Linked DNA regions of Mus musculus: region 1 is linked to region 2. Evidence: chromatin contacts called from public Micro-C data. All regions are on one chromosome and are shown on one strand. The core of a region is the stretch at or near the end of the contact, and the rest is flanking DNA. Distances in the headings are between cores, read along the strand shown. Region 1 overlaps Ebf1 (early B cell factor 1). Region 2 overlaps Ebf1 (early B cell factor 1).

Evidence for each region. Hi-C and Micro-C count contacts between places; a contact is called where the count stands out from the background.
Region 1: a contact with region 2 is called in a Micro-C map of brown adipocytes, with 2.4 times the contacts expected there. The contact joins two enhancer-like sites. A contact is called at or near these places in 4 of 39 promoter capture datasets (the 3T3-L1 cell line, 3T3-L1-derived adipocytes and hippocampal neurons), 1 of 15 datasets of contacts at CTCF or cohesin (large pre-B cells), 1 of 484 Hi-C or Micro-C datasets (brown adipocytes) and 8 of 115 datasets of contacts at active chromatin or transcription factors (the 230-238 cell line, craniofacial prominence, differentiating embryonic stem cells and 5 more).

What each region holds. Positions count from the first base shown.
Region 1 is chr11:45,001,864-45,005,936 of GRCm38.p6, forward strand. It overlaps Ebf1 (early B cell factor 1), which reads left to right. Exons shown (of 16, transcript NM_007897.3): 16 at 2,854-4,073. The coding sequence ends at 2,885. Among named protein-coding and RNA genes, the nearest start is that of Gm51859, 85 kb to the right of the region's middle. Within about 2 kb of position 2,343, at least 45 of the 459 cell types and tissues checked have an H3K27ac peak or open chromatin away from gene starts, as enhancers often do. A contact at or near this core is called in 3T3-L1-derived adipocytes and brown adipocytes, where this site is marked.
Region 2 is chr11:44,656,749-44,661,370 of GRCm38.p6, forward strand. The region is part of intron 6 of Ebf1 (early B cell factor 1); the gene reads left to right. Among named protein-coding and RNA genes, the nearest start is that of Ebf1, 41 kb to the left of the region's middle. Within about 2 kb of position 1,298, at least 22 of the 459 cell types and tissues checked have an H3K27ac peak or open chromatin away from gene starts, as enhancers often do. A contact at or near this core is called in 3T3-L1-derived adipocytes and brown adipocytes, where this site is marked.

The DNA of each region.
Region 1 (4,073 bases), core at 1,093-3,592, 350 kb after region 2:
ATGGCTAGCATTTTGTTGTGTAAGAAAAGTGTAGGGTGCAGTAACCCTTTACAAAAACGTGTAAGTAAGTAACTGTGGGCCTTGCTTAGAGGGTAATAGATCTTGTGTTAGACTTATGTTCTGTGAACTGTTTACAGAGTGGGGACCAGCCATGCTCATCCCATAGTGCCCCTTAAGTATATTTGATACTAACACCACCTATTTGCAAACATTTATAAGCCAGGGAAATCATGTTTGAAAACTTCTACAACTCTAAATTCTCTTCAAAGAATTCAGAAACCTCGTTGAGCCACCATCCCAGGGGATGCTACAAGCCCTTTGCAGAAGGCATGCCCCATTTCCTGTCCAGGACACTGCTCACTCAAGTGCCAGCTGAGTCTCTCAAGGGTATGGGGTTTATAACTACCAAAAAAGAAGTGTACCAGCACACCAGTGAATTTGGTGGGGAACTTTAATGGAAACCTATGAAGATGCTTAAATCTAACCAACCTAAGAAATTATTTGAGTAACAAAACACTATTTTAATTTTTTTTTAATTCATGTGACCCTCATAGGATGTTTTCCTAGGGCCCAGAGGGTAAGTGTCCATCTAGGTTACAATGGACACATCTAAGAATACATGGGCTAAAACAGCAGATTTGTCAGCTTTCTGCTTTACTTTAGATCATATGGACACTCCCTGAGCTGTCCTGGGCAGGACAGAGACTGCCCGTCCACCAGCAACATAGTATTTTTTATTTACTTTTATTTATTTATTTATTTATTTATTTATTTATTTATTTATTTAATAGAAAGGAGGAGAGACTAGCTTCATTAACTACAAGCTTCACCTTCCTGCTATTTAGGCTTTACTTCCTGCTATCTATTAAAGGGTAGAGGATCCACCCGGCACATGCTTAGGGACCCAAAGTGATACTGAGCCAGCACACTGAGGGACTCCCCCCCCCCCCCAGCTGCCAATCCTTGTACAAGAGGCTGCAGCATCTGGAACTCTCAAGTTAAGGCCCAGGGTTTAAATACTAAGCCCCCCCCCCCCCTCACCCAAGTTCAATGAAGTCTAGGGCTCTCTCAGCTCTTAAGGGCACTGCTTTTCCAACTGATCCCAAGTCTTGGGTGGCGGGGGTGGGGGGCTTAAGTCAGGCTGCATTTGGCAAAAGATGACTTCCTGTTTCTAAGAAAGAAAGAAAGGCTTATGAGGGTTTAGGAAAGGACTCCAGGAGCTTTTGGACTGCAAAGGGGCTCTTGCAAAACAACATTTGGATGATTTACGTGTAAATGAATCAGAAACATGTGGATTGAATTTCCTTGCGAATACAGATGGGTTTAAAAATTAACGGAAAAAGTGTTTGGCAAAATACTTTTGGGTTTTTCTTTTAATTGAATCTAAAATGTCAGGGGTTGGGGTAGGGAAGCCAGAGTAATGTGGGGGGGGTACATGGCCTGGTCTCCCTCTGTCCATCTGTGCCAATGGGGTTCCTTTATTTTAAGGAACATTTTCCACACATGATGGTTTAGTCAAAGGAAGGGAAAGAGGTCCAATTTCCTCATTAGTGATTAGTGCAGGCATTAATCACTGATGAGAATATTCACTTAAGTTTAGATTTGTCAATAAAAAGGAAAGAAAGAAAAGGCTTTTTTCTTTTTTCTTTTTCTTTCCGTGTTATCATTGTTAACCAAAGAAAGCCTTGTCTTTGGTTTTACACAGGCATCTCTCTTGGCTTGGTCTATTTTCAAGTTACCACACCATCTTTCCTATAGCAAACCCCTATTTTTCACACTCTTTCTGTTAAATGTGCCCTATTGGAATGGTGTCTATTTGATGTAGGGGCAAACACAGACCAGAGAAGTTTAACAGTGCTTTCAGCTAGATCCAAGAAGCAGAAATGGTAGTTCACAGGCAGAGGGTAATCTGCCTTGGGGTTAGACCCTGCCTGGGCTGGGGGGTTAGACCCAGGCGCTCTGCTTCTATTTAAACGTTCACTAACTCCTGAGTGCTGCAGTTCACTTCATGTTCCAGCCATGGAGGCTGAGGGTCAGGCAGAGAATTAGCCATCTCAGAGGAATGCGCTCTGAAGTGGGCAGGCATGAGGCAGCATTTCCTAAACATGGCCGTGCAGCTCCTAACTCCAAACTCTAAAATAAAAATAGGGTTGACTAAAAACAGGTCTTCCCTTCATAGGCTACATGTTTTCCCTAGTAGCCATGCTCAGGTCATTCCAGAAATCCTGGGAGTAGAGAGGCATTCTACAGTGTCCGGCAAACAGGCTCTCTCTTCCAACCAGGACTCAGCTTTCCCTGTGAACAATGCCTGCTGTGGTGCTGTGGCTGGCGTCCTTTTCCAGCTAGGGCTGAAGGGAAGGCCCTCCCTCAGATGGTTGCTCTGTTGCTTAATTTTCATGCTAATACAGAACATAAGGAGAGACTGTTCGCAGAAATTGTTGGCAGTTACAGCGGGCCATTCCTTTATTTTATACTTCGTATGTGATGGTGGGGGGGTGGAGGCAAAATGACAAACTGAAAATTCTCACTATTTTGCAAAGTCTGAGGCTGCAACTTTCCCAATGGTATTCTAACTATGCAACTCTCCAGCTATGTCTTAAAATTGAAGTCAGATTTAGAGAAATGTTTAGGATACCCTGTTAGAGACACATATACATGTATAACATTTTTAATAAGGTACATGTATATTTTATGACACAATTCATTCCCCGAAAGATGCAAGGGCATCTGGGTAACATTCAGCTACCAATGTCACGTGTGGATTGGGTTTTTTTGTTTTTAATTATTGTGTCTCCCCTCCCTTGTGAAATGTTTGGATGCAAAACCGTTGACTTCTGTCTTTTCTCTTCGTAGCGATATCTGGCATGATTGTCCCTCCCATGTGAAAGAATTGCCTTGAAGAATTTTATTAATGAAGAGGTTGGATTCTGCTACGAAAGTTATCTGACATGAGTCCCAGAGTGGAACTTTTAACTCAGGCCTTTTTAAGAGGAATCACACAATAACTGCAGATTTTTAAACAAAATCACCGACCTTGCAAATACTGAAATTGGAAAGGGGGTCTGCCAGAGCAGGGTGTTGGTTAAAGTTGTAACCCCCGAGTATCTGGGGGATATATTTATTCTGTATTGATAAAAAGCAAGCCCACATTTTCTTTTTCTTTCTTTCTTTTCTTAAGCTTAACTCTGCAACCATTTGTCTTTTATAAACCATTAAGCTACACACAAGGGCCACTATAAACAAGACTCCATGTTTTAATTTATGTTTTTAAAGCTATGGAAGGGGAGAATGAAGTGGTGATATTTACAAAAAAAAAAAATCTAAAAGGAGAAAAAAAAAAGAAAAACAGGGAAAAATAAATTTAAAAAAAGAGCTCGTATGGACAGAATAGGAATGCCAGTTAGATTTTTTAGTGAACTAAGGGTCGGCTTCTGCGCCTTAAAGCTTATCAGTGGTAGTTAGCTCAGACAGTGCATTTTCAATATCTAACTTAACACGCCACCCCTTAGCAGTGCAAGCTTCGTTCTCTCTTTTGTATGGTTGTCTTAAGTAACTGTGTAAATAAGTGTAGCCTGGAAAGTTACCAAGCGACATACATGATCACGTTTGCCCTTGTACTCGAAAAGCCAGTGCCTCTAGACAGATTGTTTAAAAACAAACAAAAACAAAACAAAACAAAACAAAACAACATGCATCTTTAAACCCGATCTTATTCTTTTACTTAACATCAACTTCTCCCGAAGCCAGCGGCCTCTGAGAGTGGAGCAACACATGTTCCGAGCGAGAATCTCCTTCAAGACTTCACAGGACAGGGTCCAGGCACAGAATTCCATATATGCCCTCCAGTTTACCAAGCCAAAATCTCGCTCGCACTCCACCGTCAAGAGATCCAAGCTTACTCAAGCTGGAATCCTAGATATTAACTCTAGATCTGGGCTCAAAAACCCAAATAAAGCAAACCCACAAAGGCAAGTAGGTGTGCTGTTCCGGGCTCCCAAATCACACGGGTCTATACCCGCAAGACTCCGCAAGGTCCCAAATCACACAGGGGTCTGTATCCGCAAGACTCCGCA
Region 2 (4,622 bases), core at 48-2,547:
ATATACTGAGGATCTGGTCTATGCACTTCTAATTATTTTTATTCTTAGGATTTCCATATTGAAACATGATTTGGGTAAAATCTTACCTAATGAGGGTTTTTTGTTTGTTTGTTTGTTTAACCAATGACTTTAGATCAAATTAAATTCTATTATATATTTCCCATGTCTGTCTTTTGAAAAAAAATTATGTGGGTTTTTTTTTAATATATAAAAAACCAAATAACTGTTATATTTCCAGTCAGTCAAATTTGAACTGAATTTTACTTCCTGTTTCAAAGGTCAAGGCAGGCTGACCTCAACAGCAGTGTGGAGGCTGCTGAATTATTCATGTCATTGACTTTGTGTCAGCTTCCACATTTGTGGGGAAGGATGTTTTATTCATTTATCTCATTTAGAGTTCTTCTCTGCACCTGTTTCTACCATTAAGTACCCTGTAATTTGCATTTGATGCTAATTTAGTTTCATATCAGCCTGGTCCCCCCTTGTTAATTTAATTTTCTAAGACCCTTTTCATTACAGTAGAACTGTTTTTCCTCTTTAAAGCAAACATCTATACAAGTAATTGTATAAACTGCCTTTTAAATAATATCTTTTAGAAGATTCCATCGTCTAATTCCTTAATTTCTATAATTAGCCATGGTTTGATTAATGTTTCAAAGGGTTAAATTAAAATACAGAATTACTTAAATGCATACTTGAATAATTTCTTATAGACTGCAGGGTGAGTAGCATTGTGGAAGTCTGGATAATTCTCAGAACTGTGTCCCTTAGAAGCGGTAATTTTCTTTCTGTGGAACGCTGTTTAGTTTCTGAAGGGCAGGGCCTTTCAAATTGCTGCACTCCCAACATTAATTGTGAAATGTTAGCTTTTTTCTTTCATCAGACTTCTGATAGATGGTGGCTCAAAGTGTCTCTGCAACATTAGTAATGATATCCCCCAAACAACAAGGGCAGAATTAGGTCCAATTCCTTGAACTATTTTAGAAGCTCAGGCTAATGAATTTCTCTGTTCCATTACAGACTTCTCTCTCATCTTAAATCCTCATTTCTGTCTGCTGCTTGGAGTTAGTTTGCTTGGGAATCTGTCAGCTTCTCAGAAGGGGTTTCAGCTAGCTCTCTGTTATTTATATCTATATGGGCACCACTGGTCTACAGTTACCACTTGGAAATCATGGAAACTAGGAATGTGTTCTCTGAAGGGGGCCTGACAGAAATGGCTGCGACCCTGATGAGCGAGGCCACATCCCCAGAATGTCTGTCAAGGGACTGGCTGTCCTAAGAACAACTGACTTACTCACATACTCTGGCTACGGAGACCCTCACACTGGGAAAGGCCTCTCCCTCACTCTGTTCCCTGTTTGGAGGGTGCTTGACACAAGCGTGTCAGTATTCCCTGAGTTCTCTCCAGGGCGAGGAGTGTTGAATGAAGTATGAATCAAGGTCTAAAGAGTGTGGAAATCACCCACGAGGAAAATTCTAGCCACAGCCAAAGATTAAGAAATCAGCCCAAGATCTGTGTGACCCCTTTCTCCACTTTGGCTGGCTTGATCTGGACTGTTTTTTGTATTCTCTGGGGGATTCCAAGGGTGCCACTGCAGTGGGCTTCTAGAAAGATCTTTTTGAGGCCTGTGGAAAGCAGAATATGAAGAGGCCGTTTTTTTTGTTTTTTGTTTTTTTTTCCTCTGTTATAAAGGCCTCCTGGGGACTGCCTTATACATCACTGTCATTGTGGTAAAGAGAAACTTCTAGATTCTCTAGCTGGAAGCTTCATTTATATTGTTTCTAAGCAAGACTGAGGGTAAATTGGAAGATTCTTGGAGCTTCTTTGAGTTTGGAGTTTTTCTCCTATACTCTCTACCGCAGAGAACCTTTTACATTTTATATCTTTTTTTTTCTTCTGCAGATGGACTTAAAACAGTAATGGGGAATAATAGAAAAGAAATACAGGTCTCCGGTCATTTTCAAAATATTTGCTTACGGACAAACCCTACATCCCTGATATAGACTATTAAAAAAAAAGTTAGAGAAAAACCTGTTTGCATATCTAGAAAAGTCTCTCTGAGGTTTAATTAAACAGCCAGGTTTTTAAAAAAAAAAAATAACCAACATTGGTCTGACTTTTGAGAATGCAGGAAAGGTTTTCTCTGCCAATTCTGGTGGATACAGAGACGTCTATAGCTAGACTCACATATCTTTAGCTGAGGACCACTGATCTTTACACAGACAGAATAACAGGAATGGGAAACACTTCAGCCACACCACTCAGCCACACAGCCCTTAAAAAAAAACCACTCAGCCACACAGCCCTTAAAAAAAACCACTCAGCCACACAGCCCTTAAAAAAAAAAACTACTCAGCCACACAGCCCTTAAAGGAATAAGACAGAGTGTTGGGGATTCACCATTGTTTGTTTGCTTGATTGTTTGAACGAGCAGAGCTCTTTAAGCCTTATCACTTTAGTTTCTACAACATCAGGGTTTTTTGGGTGTTCTTGCTGTTTTGTGTACCTAAAATTTGGATGGAGAACGTAAATTTAGGGCAAACAGATCTAAAATGCTTTTCAAATGAAAGAGAATGAAGCCAGGTTTCCATCTAGACTGACTCTCAGAGAATTTGGTCGAGTCCCTTCATTTTTAAAGATGGAAAAGCTGAGGTCAAGAGAAATACAGCAATATTGCCCAAAGCCGTCAGTAGCCCTAAAACCAGGATCATAAGCCAAGTCCCTGGCTCAGTTTCCATCGACTTTTCTGCTACTCTCTGGATTGTCTGGGTCTCACACTGCTATCCGTTTCACCGTCTGTGATATTAACCTCAGGGAAGGGTGCAACTTACACTTTCTGGCTCTGGGTGCTAGGAAGGCTCTGAGCTCCACGTCTCCAACAAGGCATTCAACACTAGTTAAGTTGTTTGTAAGAAGATATGACAGTCCCTGGGAGGAGGAACCCCTACAGTGTCCCATCCTAAAATTGTCTTAACCCTTAAAAGTTCACACACCTCACATGACTGAAACTACGCTGTTCATACTATGTCAGAACACTGTAAAAAAATGACATTTTTCTTTCTTTTGTCAGAGCTATTTCATCAATAGTCATTTTGCAGTAGGAATTTTATAAAGAGTCTTCCAATTTCAGACATCTCCCCTTCAGCAGTTGTCTCTGGCTGTTATCTTTTTCTGGAAGGTACTGACTTACATAAATATTGAACTTGGTAATTTTCAGAGTATATCCTTCAGTTTTAAAATTACCTTATAGTTAAGCCTAAATGAACTTAATAAATGGTCCTTTCCAAAAATAACACTAAAGGAAATGAGGTATTGTTGCAGAATATAGTTCTGAAAAAAAGAAAAAAGAAAAAGGAAAAAGAAAAAAAAATCATACAGAAAAGAAAGAGATGGGGCACTGTTGTTTCACATACACCAAAGCCCTTTGGTATATGGCTTTGTCCAAGTCTGCAGCTTGTCTCACACTTTTGAATGACCAAGAGAAGGACAGAAGTCATGGGGAAGATACAGGGAGAAATTTCTAACCCTTGGCATCATTTTAATTGGAACCACAGGGAGATAATTCCAAAAGTCAAAGAACAGTGAGCTTGCAACCTGGGGATAGGGTAACTACCTCTCAGAGGAAGGAGGAAGAAGTGGCCATTTCAGCCCATATATGATGAACCTAGGAGGCCTGCCTAAAATGCCTCGCCTGACTTGGGAAACTCAGTTTTACATCTTGCTTCAGAGATGCAATTAAATTGTGGTCAAGAATTACATCTTCCTGCTGACCTCCATCCACTGTCTGGCCATTTTTGGACCAACGACTTAAATCTTAACAGGTCTGATTATATCTTTGTGTATCTTCTTTGTTTTTTTCTTTTAAGAAATCATCACAAATAAACCAAATTCCCTTGTGCTTCCAAATACTTTAATGTCTGAAAGCAGATAGAATGGATGTGTTAAACTTACAAAAATGGCTTCCTAGTGGAATGCGCTCTGAATTGAGAGCTGTTGCTTGCATTTAGACATGGCAGAGATGCTACCAGTTGAGGCACTGGACCCCAGATAGGAGAAATAGAGTAGCAGGGTGTGTGTATTCACCAAGTGTTCTTGTGGCATCCACTCTATACAGGATATTGGAGCCAAGCACTTGTGTTGAGGACTCCTTCATAGACACTTTGCGTACTTCCAAGCGGCTGACGTATGAGGGAAATGCCATTTGGTGTACAGTTGTGTCTTTCAGATCACTATTGAATCCATCCATCCTGCTTCTACTTGTCACATCTCCCCTGCCTGGGTACCGTCCTTGTATCATGTTAGATCCAAAGTGACTCAATTACTTAACCAGATTCAGTGTGGGTTAATCTCCCAGGATATTCATTTTTAATCATTGCCAGTGTTTACTTCCAATTATGAGCCAGATTTAGGTATTGCCATCTCTTACGGTCCAAGCAAGCACACTTGGGTACCATCACGGACCTGACACATGCGGTTGCTCACGCTGAACCTGGGTTTTTTGTTTGTTTGTTTGTTTTTTATACTGAAGCTGAGAAGTGACTGGGTGTAGAATTTTGAGGCAGAGCACAGAGAAGCTGGTGCTCAGGACTGCCTCCGTGTTACTTAGGAATGTGGGCCTCTT